Regions from separate parts of the Oryctolagus cuniculus genome. Here region 2 is linked to region 1. The links are chromatin contacts, called in public Hi-C maps. All regions are on one chromosome and are shown on one strand. Each heading gives the region's core, a stretch centred on a gene start, on an enhancer-like site or on the middle of the called end of the contact. The rest is flanking DNA. Distances are from core to core; before and after follow the strand shown.

Region 1 (5,693 bases), core at 365-2,864:
TGGTTTTGTTTGTTTTTAGTAATAAAATTTACCAAAGTAAAATGCTCCTTTGAAATTCTGGAAATTTAAAACAGACTTTATGAGCAACTTAGTAAAAATACAAACTTATTAACACATCAAAATAAGTTATGTTAGGAAAAATGTTCTTCCTTTAAAAATTATTTGGAAATATTTATTATAATAACAATTCAGCATCCATGTACCTTCCACATAGTTTTAACAAATCTTAACACTTTACCACATTTTCTGCACATGCTTTAGGTAGAAAAGAACACATTATAGATACAACTGAACCCTCCCTGTTACATTCCTTTCTCTTCTTCTCTGCAAGTAACCATTATTCTGAATTTGTTCCCTATCATTTCCTTAAACGACATTGACCTCACGTTATGTTTAAACTTTTATTTATGATATACCATACCCCCTTCTGCAACTTGTACCCTCCATATTATGTTAATTATTAATTCTCTCTCTATTTATATTAGTAACTTTAGTTCATTGCTTTCATTTAGTATTGTAACTTTGTCCAACAATGTAACTTATTCATTCACCCTATTAGTGGACACTTATTGTTTTATTAATATAAACTACGCCGCTAGGAACACTTGCGTATAACTTTGTATATGTATGTATATAAAACTCCCTTATAGTGTAACAGGAAAGCTCATTCACGTTCATGAACTACACCAGGAAGAGGGCCATCAGCTTCAAGAAAGGTACAGAAAACCCTGCCTGTGCCCCTGGGACACAGTGAGTGACTTTCACTAGGATGCACCTGGGAAGGCTCCAACAGGTACGGATACTCCCCGCTCCAGTACAAGATAACAGGTTAACCCCCGTGACTCTTCACGGGGTAACCCAAGTTTCGCGGCGTGTCCATTCATTTCCTCAACTACGGTGTGAGCTCACCGAGGACAGAGGCGGGCACATCAAAGTGACCCAACACCAGCGGGAGTCCGCAGTGGAGGCTGCGGCAGCCTTCCTCTGGGCTGTGCCAGGCCGCCAGCAAGTGACAGCGCCAGGAAATTTAGGGGCAACCAGGGAGGCCTACTCTCACTCTCCACCCCAAAAGTCAAGGAAGCCGAGGCAGCGGGGATAGATGCGGGTACAGACACCTGCCCCGAAGTGCCTCTTTTCACAAAACCACCGCAGGTCGGCAGCTCTTAGTTGGGGCGCGGATGCGGTCCCCGCCCTGAGGGAAGTCTCCCCGTCTGGCTCTTCCAGCAGCGCCTCTTTGCCTTACGCCAATTCCGTAAAGAGGCGCTGAGGCCAACCCGGCGGCTCCCGCAGCTCCAAAACCTGACGTGAAACTACGCGGGGCGGCCCTGGTGGCGGCCATCTTTAATCCGGGCAAGACCCCACCCTCGTACCGCACCGACCCCTCCCTCTAAGCGTCCCCAGAATTTTCAGCGGGAAATGTGACATGATTAACCTTAAGAATCAGTGTCGAAAAAATACGCCTCGACTATCCTTGACCCCGGGACAGGGTTGCCAAATCCGGCCAATTGAAACATGGCGGCCAAACCCGAGCAGCAACACGGCGCTGACGCCAATGAAGTCATGCTCGAAATGGAGCAAAGCGGCGGGGCAGCGGTGGAGCTGATCTCGCGAGATCGAAGCCTGTCTCGGCTCAGCCCGGAAGCCTCGTCCGAGGAGGCGGGCGGCGGAGGAGGGAGCGGAGTAGGGCGAGAGCCAGTGGAGGAGTCCGCCTGCTGTCGCGTGCGTAAGCAGGGCAGCGACGCCGAGCGGCTACGCCGCGAATTCTGCGTAGGCGGCTTTGGAGAATCGGCGGGCTGCGCTGCGCCGGGGCTGGTCGCGGAGGGGGGAGGGGATGTCGCTCAGTGCGAGATCCGCTGCTGCTGAGGAGAGGAGCGTCAACAGCAGCACCATGGGTGAGTCTCAGCTTTGGGCCGCCACGACTCGCGGTCTGCTGCTCCGGACGCCGAGGGGGCATCGCGGCCGCTGGCTCGGGCCGGGGGAACGCCCTGGGGCGAGGCGGGGGGCACTGGTGAGGGGAGAAGGGGTGGGGGGCGACGGCGGGCCCGGGGCGCGGCGGCGGCGGGCCCGGGGGGAGGGGAGGCGGCGGCGGTGACAGTTTGAATTGAACGTGAGGAGAGCCGAGGCGGCGGCATTTCCTGTGCCGCGGCGGGCGGGCCCGGGGCGCGGGGAGAGCGGAGCCGCGGCCTCCGCGCTCGGAGCAGCCCGAGGGGGTCGCCTTCGCAGAGCCCTTTTGCCTCCCTCGGCTCCTCCCGGGCCCGCTGGCCCCCGCGGCCCTGCGTCCTCACGTCGCGGGCCGCAGCACCCTCGGCGGCGGTCTCCTGGCCGGGGAGCGGGCCCGGCGGCGAGGGTGGGGATGTGTGCGCGCCGGGGCGCGGGTGCCGAGTGGGCCGGCCCAGGAGGGCGGCGGCGGAGGGAGGAAGAAGGATGCACCAGGCTGGGGCTGCGGTGGAGGCGGCGGCCGCTGCAGCTCCAGCAGCCCGCGTCGCTGGCTCGCCTTCCCCTCCCCGCCTCTGGGGTTGCCTTTCCCCTGGCGCTGCCGGAGGGCCGGTGGAGGGCGGGCAGGTCTTGTGGACCAAGGATCGGAAGCTTGGTTTGGGATTTGGGCATAATTTTTAGGAAAAGGGAGAAGAGAATGTCTGGGAAGGGCGCCCTCCGGAGGAGGTGGAAAGGATGGGAAGGGTCCCTGGGAAAGGGAGGAAGCGGGGCTACAGACTGGTAAAGTTTAAGAAAATTAATTTTTGAGTCTACTTTAAGTATTCTTAGTTATTCTCCTAAGAAGTCCTTCATTTCCTTTCCTCCCCCACATATTGGAAAAAGAGCAGACCAATTCATTCACATTTTCCACTCCCGAGTTCCATTTCATACTCCATAATATGAAATGAGCAACCCATTTGCTAAGTTACTTTTTCAGAGTACAGTTTCAAATCTGGTTTTCATAGTCGTGGGGAAAGACTTTGTGTTGTCCAGGTGTTTGCTTAGTTACAGAAATAATAACTTATTATTTACATTCTTGCCAGTTTATTGCCAGTTTAACAGTTATTTCTTTTGGCTTTGTTATTTGAAATGAAAGAATATCTTCCTGAGTGCCCTTTAGAATATAAATGAACAGACAGTCTGGATACACAAGCATTTCACTTGTTTCACATATTTTCCGACCTGCAGGTGATGTGTATAGTCTGTTGTTTTTCCCCCTAAAGTTTATGCTCAAGTTGGGTTTAAGTGTAAAGGTAGCCATGACATTCATGGAATTCTCATAGGCTGAAGGATGGGCAGGAACAGTTTCTGTGTCAGTGCTGCCTGGATTCCTTTTCTTTTAACAGCAAGGGAAGGAGGCAAGAGGTGGTGTGATGGGGCGGTGGCAGAGGGTGGGCAGGACACAATCTTTCATCCCACCCAGCTGTTCAGTGGGTGGGGCTAGAGGAGGTAGGGTTGAGTGGAGCTATGACATAAATGTGGAAGGCATTTGGTACACAACTATGAAAGTATGAAAGGTAATATTATCAATAGAGTGTTTTAAAAGTTTGTTATAAAATTTATTATTTTGGATTTGTGCATTTTCCTGTATAGAAGTCATCTTAAATAAATTTGTACGACGGCTTTTTTTTTTAGTAAATTATTTATTTATTTATTTATTTATATGAAAGAGTTACAGAGAGAGAGAGAGGTCTTCTATCTGCTGTTTCACTCCCCAGATGGCTGCAATGTCCTGGGCTGAGCCAGGCCAAAGCCAGGTGCCAGGAGCTTCTTTGCGTGGTGACAAGGACCCAAACACTTGGGCTGTTTTCTGCTGCTTTTCCCAGGTCTTTAGCAGGGAGCAGGATAAGAAGTGGACCAGCTGGGGACTTGAAATGGTGCCCATATGGAATGTTGGTGTCACAGGCAGTGCCACAACACCGGTTTCTGTATTAGGACTTTTGAACTAGTATGAGACAAGGTAGGACTCCTGTCAGACCGTATGACAGTCTAGAAGGTTACACTATAACAACAAAGTTGGGTGAGGAAAGAGGGAGAAAGAAGAGTTATATTTGTGGCTTCTAAAGTCTCAGTAGTGAGGAGTGCTCAGATAGATGTCCAATCTGAATAATGAATATGGTAGAGTAGGCTGGCTTTACATTTTATTAGAATTTTATGGTATACCTTTTCACTGTTGACTGTCGTCTAGGAATTGCCAGTAGAGTGTTGTTACCTGACTAAATTGCCAACTGAGAACTCTTTCAAATTCTGACTCAATAATCTAACTTCAATTTTTTATTAGAAGTTAAAATTTTTAACTCAAACTATGCATTTGTTTATGCCTTTTAGTAAGTTTTCAGACAGACTTTTTGGTGTATTTTTCTATACTGTTAGGCTGTAAATTACATTAGATTTTTTTGTCCAGTGGAAACTGATGTAGAAAAATTGTGTTTAAAAGAGTAGAACTTTAAGGTAGCATGATTATGGGTTTGGCTTGCCTGATGCAACTATACTGTTACGTGTAGACAATTGGATTCTATAATAGTGCTTTGAAGAATGCTGGTTATGACCCGTTTGTGACTCTTAAAATCAATTTTGTGATTTTCTACTGATACTTAAAAAAAAAAAAACAAACAGAAAATAGCAGGACCTTGCATTTGTATGGATTTTTTGGAAGCAATTAATTTTTGTAAGTATTGTTTATTAGGTTAGGGCTTTTTTTCCCCCAAGGATTATGATTAAAAAAAATGCAGTATGGATGGGTCATAGGTCAAGTCTGAGGTCTTTAAATCCTATGGTAAGGGTTGGAGGTATTGGTGTGCAACAATTGAGTTGTTGTAGTGTTTTCTTATTTTGGATTCATTTATTTTGTACTCCATGTAGCTGTTGTAGCTAGAGAGATCTAGGGTCTACTTGTGCTTCAGAGAAGGTCATTCCCCAAAGCCAGGTGGAAAGAGTGAGTCCTAAAAGAAAATAGTAACATTCTACTGCTTAGAACTTTGTGGAGAAATGTTCATCTCCTCTCCTCTCCTCTTCCTTCTTATTTTCTTCTTTTTTTTGTGGGGAGAGGTGTGGAGAGGGCACTTCTCTTAGACTTGCATTATCAGATATGTATAGACACTAACTTTTGAGTATGGACCTAGGGAAAAGGGTCCAAGAGGTAGCTTGGCTTGCTACCTTAGACCTAACACACACAAACTTGTGTGACACATAGCTAGTGCAGTTGTGCTTTGCAGAGGCAAGGATTGAGTTCAAAATCTGTATAATGGAAACATATAGAATAATGATAAAGGACACGGGCTTTGATGTCAAGCCACAGATTCAAATCCTAACTTTGATACTTAGTAGATGAATAAGTTGGGATAAGTTGGGTAGTACTTCTCAAACTAATGCTGGATCTTTTATTTCTTTGTGATCTGCTCCAGTGTGTACTGATACTGTAAAATATAATACTGAATATAATATATTGCAAGTTTTTAAGAAAATGGAGATAGACTAAGGAAGACAAAATACAGGCTGTAACTTTAAATTACTAGTTTGCAACTGGTACATGACCATACCTTGAATTGCACTAGTGGAGGTAGCTGAAGGTGAGGTCTCACATAGTCATGCTAAACTTTTATGTATTTTACTTTAGGCAGGGTTTCTTTATTTCAAAAGTATTTTGATCAAGGCTGAAGGAAGTAAATATATCCTGTGTTTGGGGTTATAGCCTGATACCGTTCCTGTTCACAGTTTTA
Region 2 (5,073 bases), core at 2,378-4,877, 110 kb after region 1:
AGTGGCTAAGATACCACGTGGGACTCAACCTTATCCCATATGGGTTTGGGCACCAACTCCACTTCTGATTCCACTTCCTGTTAGTGTGCCTCCTGGGAAGCAGCAGGTTTTGGCTTGAGTACTTGGGACTCTGCCACCCAGATGGAGTTCCAGGCTTCTGACTTAAGCTTGGCCCAGTCATGGCTGTTAATGGAATTTAGGGAGTAAATCAGCAGATAGAAGGTTCTGTCTCCTTCTCTCTTTGTCTTTGTGTCTCCCCTCTCCACCCATTTCCCCCCCCCCAATAAATAAAGATTTAAAGTAAAAATGATTTTAGAATAAAATGCTCATTGATTTATGGTGGGATTATAACCCTATCAACCCATCATAAATTGAAAATTTTACAAACCAAAACTGCATGTAACACATACAACCTGCCGAGCAGCACCACACAGTGTAGAGTATCAGCTGCTTCTCCTCTTTACTGCCTGGCTGCTTGGTAGCTGCAGCTTGCCTCTGCTGCCCAATCTCATCATCATAAAATCTAAATAACTAATTCATACTGCTGTAAATCGGGGACTGCCTGTACTGTAACGCCATTTATCCTTATTTGACAACAAGCACTAGTTAAAAATTATCATAGAAAAGTTTTGTTAATCCTTAAATGCTGTCTGCTTTTGGAGAACGGAACAGGATGCAAGTGGCTTTTTCGGAATAGGTTGCAGTGACACTATGCGTTTGCTAGGTGTTAAGTGCCCCATGCAAAGTAGAACTGCGTGTGTTCCTTTACCCTCACAAAAGTATGGCTGTTACTCTAAGGCCAGAATCAAGTTTAGGAACAAATAAGTAGCAGTGATTTTGTTGTTGTTATTTCTTTGCTGTTTGTTTTTCCTATTCAGTGTTAAGGGAGATTAAGAGGGCACTTTTTACCAAAAAGCTTTGGTTTTAAGGAATGAAGATCAGCCTCTTGAATTTAGAGAATGCAGAATAACAGTTTATATAGACTGTCTGCCTTACTGGTGGAGTACTGCTTCTGGAAAAGTTAGTATTAAAAAATTCTGTATATTGAGATAAATTTGTAAGATACCTTTATTCTGCCACTCTAAAGAAAACTTTCACAAGTCTTCATCCACGTCCTGCCAGGGTTTTCCTTGAATCTGTTACAGGACTTCTAATGACTGTACTGAGTCTCAATTCTTGACTCCAGGCTTTTGAAGTATCTTGATGACTATTTATACTATATGACCTGTGGATTTCCCAGAATAGCTGTTATGATCTTTCATCACTCATGAAAAATTCAGGAAGGCATAGGAAAGAGCAGCCTATAATAAGCAAGGTGGGGCGGTGTCTGTTGTCCACCGTCACTGATGTTGTCTAACTAAAGCATCTCCTTAACTGATTTTAGATCTGCTAACTGGCTGACCCCTTTACTGCATGCTGGTAGAATTTTGCTGCCACCTAGTGGCATGGGATGTAATTGTTTCCTTTGCCAATTCGCTGGTGACTGGTGACTTTGATAATGAATTTGGCTTAAAGCTTATTTCTGTGTAGTTCAGATTGTAATCTTGAAATCTCAGTAGATAGATTCATTCCTCTTGGACTCATTAGCTGGTGTCACATTACCACCTGTACGTATTGATTCTACTGTACCTGTCCTATATTTTTACCCTCTTAGAAAAACCGATCTAGTAATAGAAGCCAGGGTGTATAGAAGGCCAGGAGTGGGGGAGGGAGGGAAAAATGAGGAAAGATGGCATGATGGCCGTGAATGCAGCAAGAGTAAAATGTTGATTTAGAAAGTTACATAGCCTGATCTTGTCTCCTTATTTTGAGCATGTATCCATGATTATAGGAATCAATAAAAACTAAATAAATGTACAACTATACTGTGAACACTATGAGACACTTTTATGCTTTTTTAAAGGAGAAACATTTTCCTATTTACTTGAGAGGCAGAGGTAGAGCTCCCACTTACTGGTTTATTCCCAAATGTCCATGACAGTCTGCGCTGGGCCAGGCTGAAGTCAGACAGGGAACTCAATGCGGATCTCCTACATGGGTGGTAGGAACTGCCTCCCAGTGTCTGCAGAAGCTGAGTCAGGAGCTGGAGCTGGGAGTTGAACACAAATGTGGGTTGGTTTAACTGCTAAGCCAATTGTCCACCCCTGAAACAACCCCAAAAAAGAAGAAAAAGGTTAGCATTCTGTTCCCAAGCCCCGAGCGAATCATCAGCACTATCTCCTTGGGTTGGTCCAGGTAGTGTGTGAACAGTTTGTAGTTGGATGCCCAGGGAAGGAGCTAGAGAAGATACTGCAGCATCCTAGTTGGTGGGGAAGGAGAATGTGTCTCCCACTGCTGTGAATTGAAACTCTGATAAAAAGCTTGCAGATGTAAGCAAAAGCCCTGTCTGAGGGGACTTCAGAAAATCATGGGAGAAAATGGGATTAGAAGATGTTGATTTTCATGCAAAAATTTTTGAAGTCCATGAATATGAGGAATCATCCAAAAAGTTTATAGAAAATGTGTGTTATGTAATGCATGGGTTTCAAATTTTTTTTATCAAAATGAACTTAGCTTTGAATCCCATTTTTCACTACCTTTTTGAAATACCTCCGTACTTCATGTAGAGTTTTTTCCATATCCTTGTAATAACAGCTAGCTAGCTATTGCACACTTACTATGTTCCCGACAGTAGTAGTTTTATCAGTATTATCTTCATCTAATCCTTAGTAGATAACTATCTTCCTTATACAGATGTGGAACCCAAGCTTTGGAAATTTTCAGTAACTTACCAATAGACAAGTGGTGACACACAGAGCTGGAGTTCGACTTAATCTTGGTGACAGCAGGACCCGTTCTGGCACCGGGTCTGCTGTGCGCCTGAGCTGTGTTCTGTAGAACCACTAGCACAAGCAGATGCTCACTGGTGAGGGCAGTCCTCTGGGGACCAGGCAGCCTGGAGTAGGAAACGTGCCTTCAAATCTTGCTCTATTTTTCCTTCCTGAATGTTGTTTCCTCTGCTATCAAGTCAAGCCTGCCCCTGCTTCCTGGTTAGAATTAAGAGTACATTGTGACAGCACAGGTGAAGGCATCGGGACCTTGAGAGAGTGTTTTAGGGCTGATGGAAGTGAGGATCTGCTAAGGCTGTGACCAAAAACTGTTTGTCCCAGTTATAGGTGATGATTCATTGCCAGTGCGTGTGCAGAGCGCCACAAAGAGCCGCTAGACCAACTTTGTACACAGAGCTCTCAGAATTGATGAAGTGTGTTTCCGCATGGAAGGGACACAGCTCTGGTCGGCAGGGGAAGGTGTGAGTGATGGGAGTTAGAGGTTCTCTCAGGAGTGCTGAGGTGGGTTTCAGTCTCTCGGGTGGAAACGCTGCTGCTTTTCAAGCACACTTTGTTCCCATGCTTTGGGATTCATCCATAGAATGTTCAAAGTTTAATGTTAGCTGTTGTCAGCAGAAAATGAGGGCTAGTAATTTCCTGTGTTCTTGAAGCTTTTCAAAGCTTCATGGGAAGAATGAAGACTATTCTTGGCCTGAACATTTGGCCTGGGGGTGCTGGGCCCAGCCAAATGGCTTTGTATCAGCAAAGGGTCAAGTGACAGAACGAGCCCTGTGCCAGGCACTCAAGAGGACAGGCTGAAACTGATACCTTGCTGGCCACACAGACTCAGAGTTGGTGGGCCTGTCCAATCTGATGGCACTGAAGCTTTCTGAAATCCCTTGGGCCGGGGTGGGGGGGGGAGGGCAGAGGTCTGTGAAATGTGGCATTCACATGGGAGAAGGGGGGACCGCGTGGCGAGTCAGAGCCGACAAACTTGTCTTTTCTCTCCCTCTTCAATGTGATTGTACAAACGTGTGGCTTAGTGTTTTCCAAAACAAAGCCAGAGCTAATATTGTTACCAACATTTCGGGTTGAAATCCTTAGACCTCTGGTTGCTGGCCATAGGTGCCAGGAACTCATATTGGCATTTTCTTTCCTGAACTTGTGCCCCGTTAGAGCCTAACTAGACCCCCACCCTCATACTCAGGTGCTTGGAAGATGGAGTGAAGCCACATGCTGTGGCTTCTCCCTTCTTAGGGGATTGGCCTGGTTACAGCTCCTGTTCCGAACTCTTCAGTTTGTGCTGGAGGGGGCTGAGTTCCCTCCTGCCAACTGGGAAGGAATAGTTTTTAGATAGTGTGCAAACTGGGAAGAAAGCCTGTTGACCTGGTCAAGAGACCTCACTTGGAAGTTTGTGGGAAAGGAACAGAACCGGCAAAATGCACCAGGTGTTTGTGGAATACCACCTGCTGTGTGCACGGGCTGTCAGTTATGGCCGGGGCATCCTGTGACAGCCATTGAACCCTGGGTAAAAGCCAGCAGACTTTTCACTGCCCAATTAAAACAGGATTGGTTACCATTGTTGCAGAACAGGTGCCTCCCATTTCTAGCCAGGGCAACATTTAAGCCACACTAAAGCTGTAACAGTAACATCTGTTCTCTCAGCTTTCAGGTGATAGGCAGGTGAGCTGAGCACTTGGCGGGCTGGTTCTCGCTGGGGAGTGCTTTTTGTGACCTGGTGGCAGCGCAACTTCTCAGAGTGCTGTTGCTTATGCAGCTTGCTTCCCTCTGGGAGGGGCTGTACAAGAGCCGGAGGACCAGAAGGCTGGCGCCTTGCATCCATCTTCCGATTAGTAAGCAGTTTTCCATAATGTCACAGTGAACATTTCTTGTACAGGTTTTACAAATGTACTTCAACATGAGCAAAGCCCCCAAATCCATGGCTTTTAGTTGGTTCACAAGCTTCTGGGGAGGCTGCTGTGTCTCCTGTCCCCTCTGCTCAGACCAGATGTCCCCACTGGCCAGACATAGGCCTCTGTGGACAACATGTTGACATTCCTACAGTGTGGTGATAGAGGAGAGAGCGGGGTCTCTCCGCCTGCTGTAGAGTTCCAAGACTCCAGGGAGGACCTGCAGCGGCACCAGTATGGAGGGCGGTACAGACACGGTCAGTGAGAACCGTGGGAGTCGGCACCCCTGCTGCCCTGAAAGCTGGTCTCCCCCAGGGATCCGGGTCAGTGAGGTGCCTGGGCCTCACACACTGGTG

Evidence for each region. Hi-C and Micro-C count contacts between places; a contact is called where the count stands out from the background.
Region 2: a contact with region 1 is called in a Hi-C map of embryonic fibroblasts, with 3 times the contacts expected there. The contact joins the enhancer-like site here to the promoter of SEPTIN7 in region 1. A contact is called at or near these places in 5 of 6 Hi-C or Micro-C datasets (ear pinna, embryonic fibroblasts, psoas muscle and 2 more).

What each region holds. Positions count from the first base shown.
Region 1 is chr16:26,402,528-26,408,220 of mOryCun1.1, forward strand. SEPTIN7 (septin 7) reads left to right here and starts at 1,615. Exons shown (of 12, transcript XM_070059718.1): 1 at 1,615-1,892. It overlaps HERPUD2 (HERPUD family member 2), which reads right to left and starts at 1,547. Exons shown (of 10, transcript XM_008261633.4): 1 at 1,433-1,547.
Region 2 is chr16:26,512,479-26,517,551 of mOryCun1.1, forward strand. No RefSeq gene overlaps it. Among named protein-coding and RNA genes, the nearest start is that of EEPD1, 110 kb to the right of the region's middle. Within about 2 kb of position 3,628, at least 2 of the 8 cell types and tissues checked have an H3K27ac peak or open chromatin away from gene starts, as enhancers often do.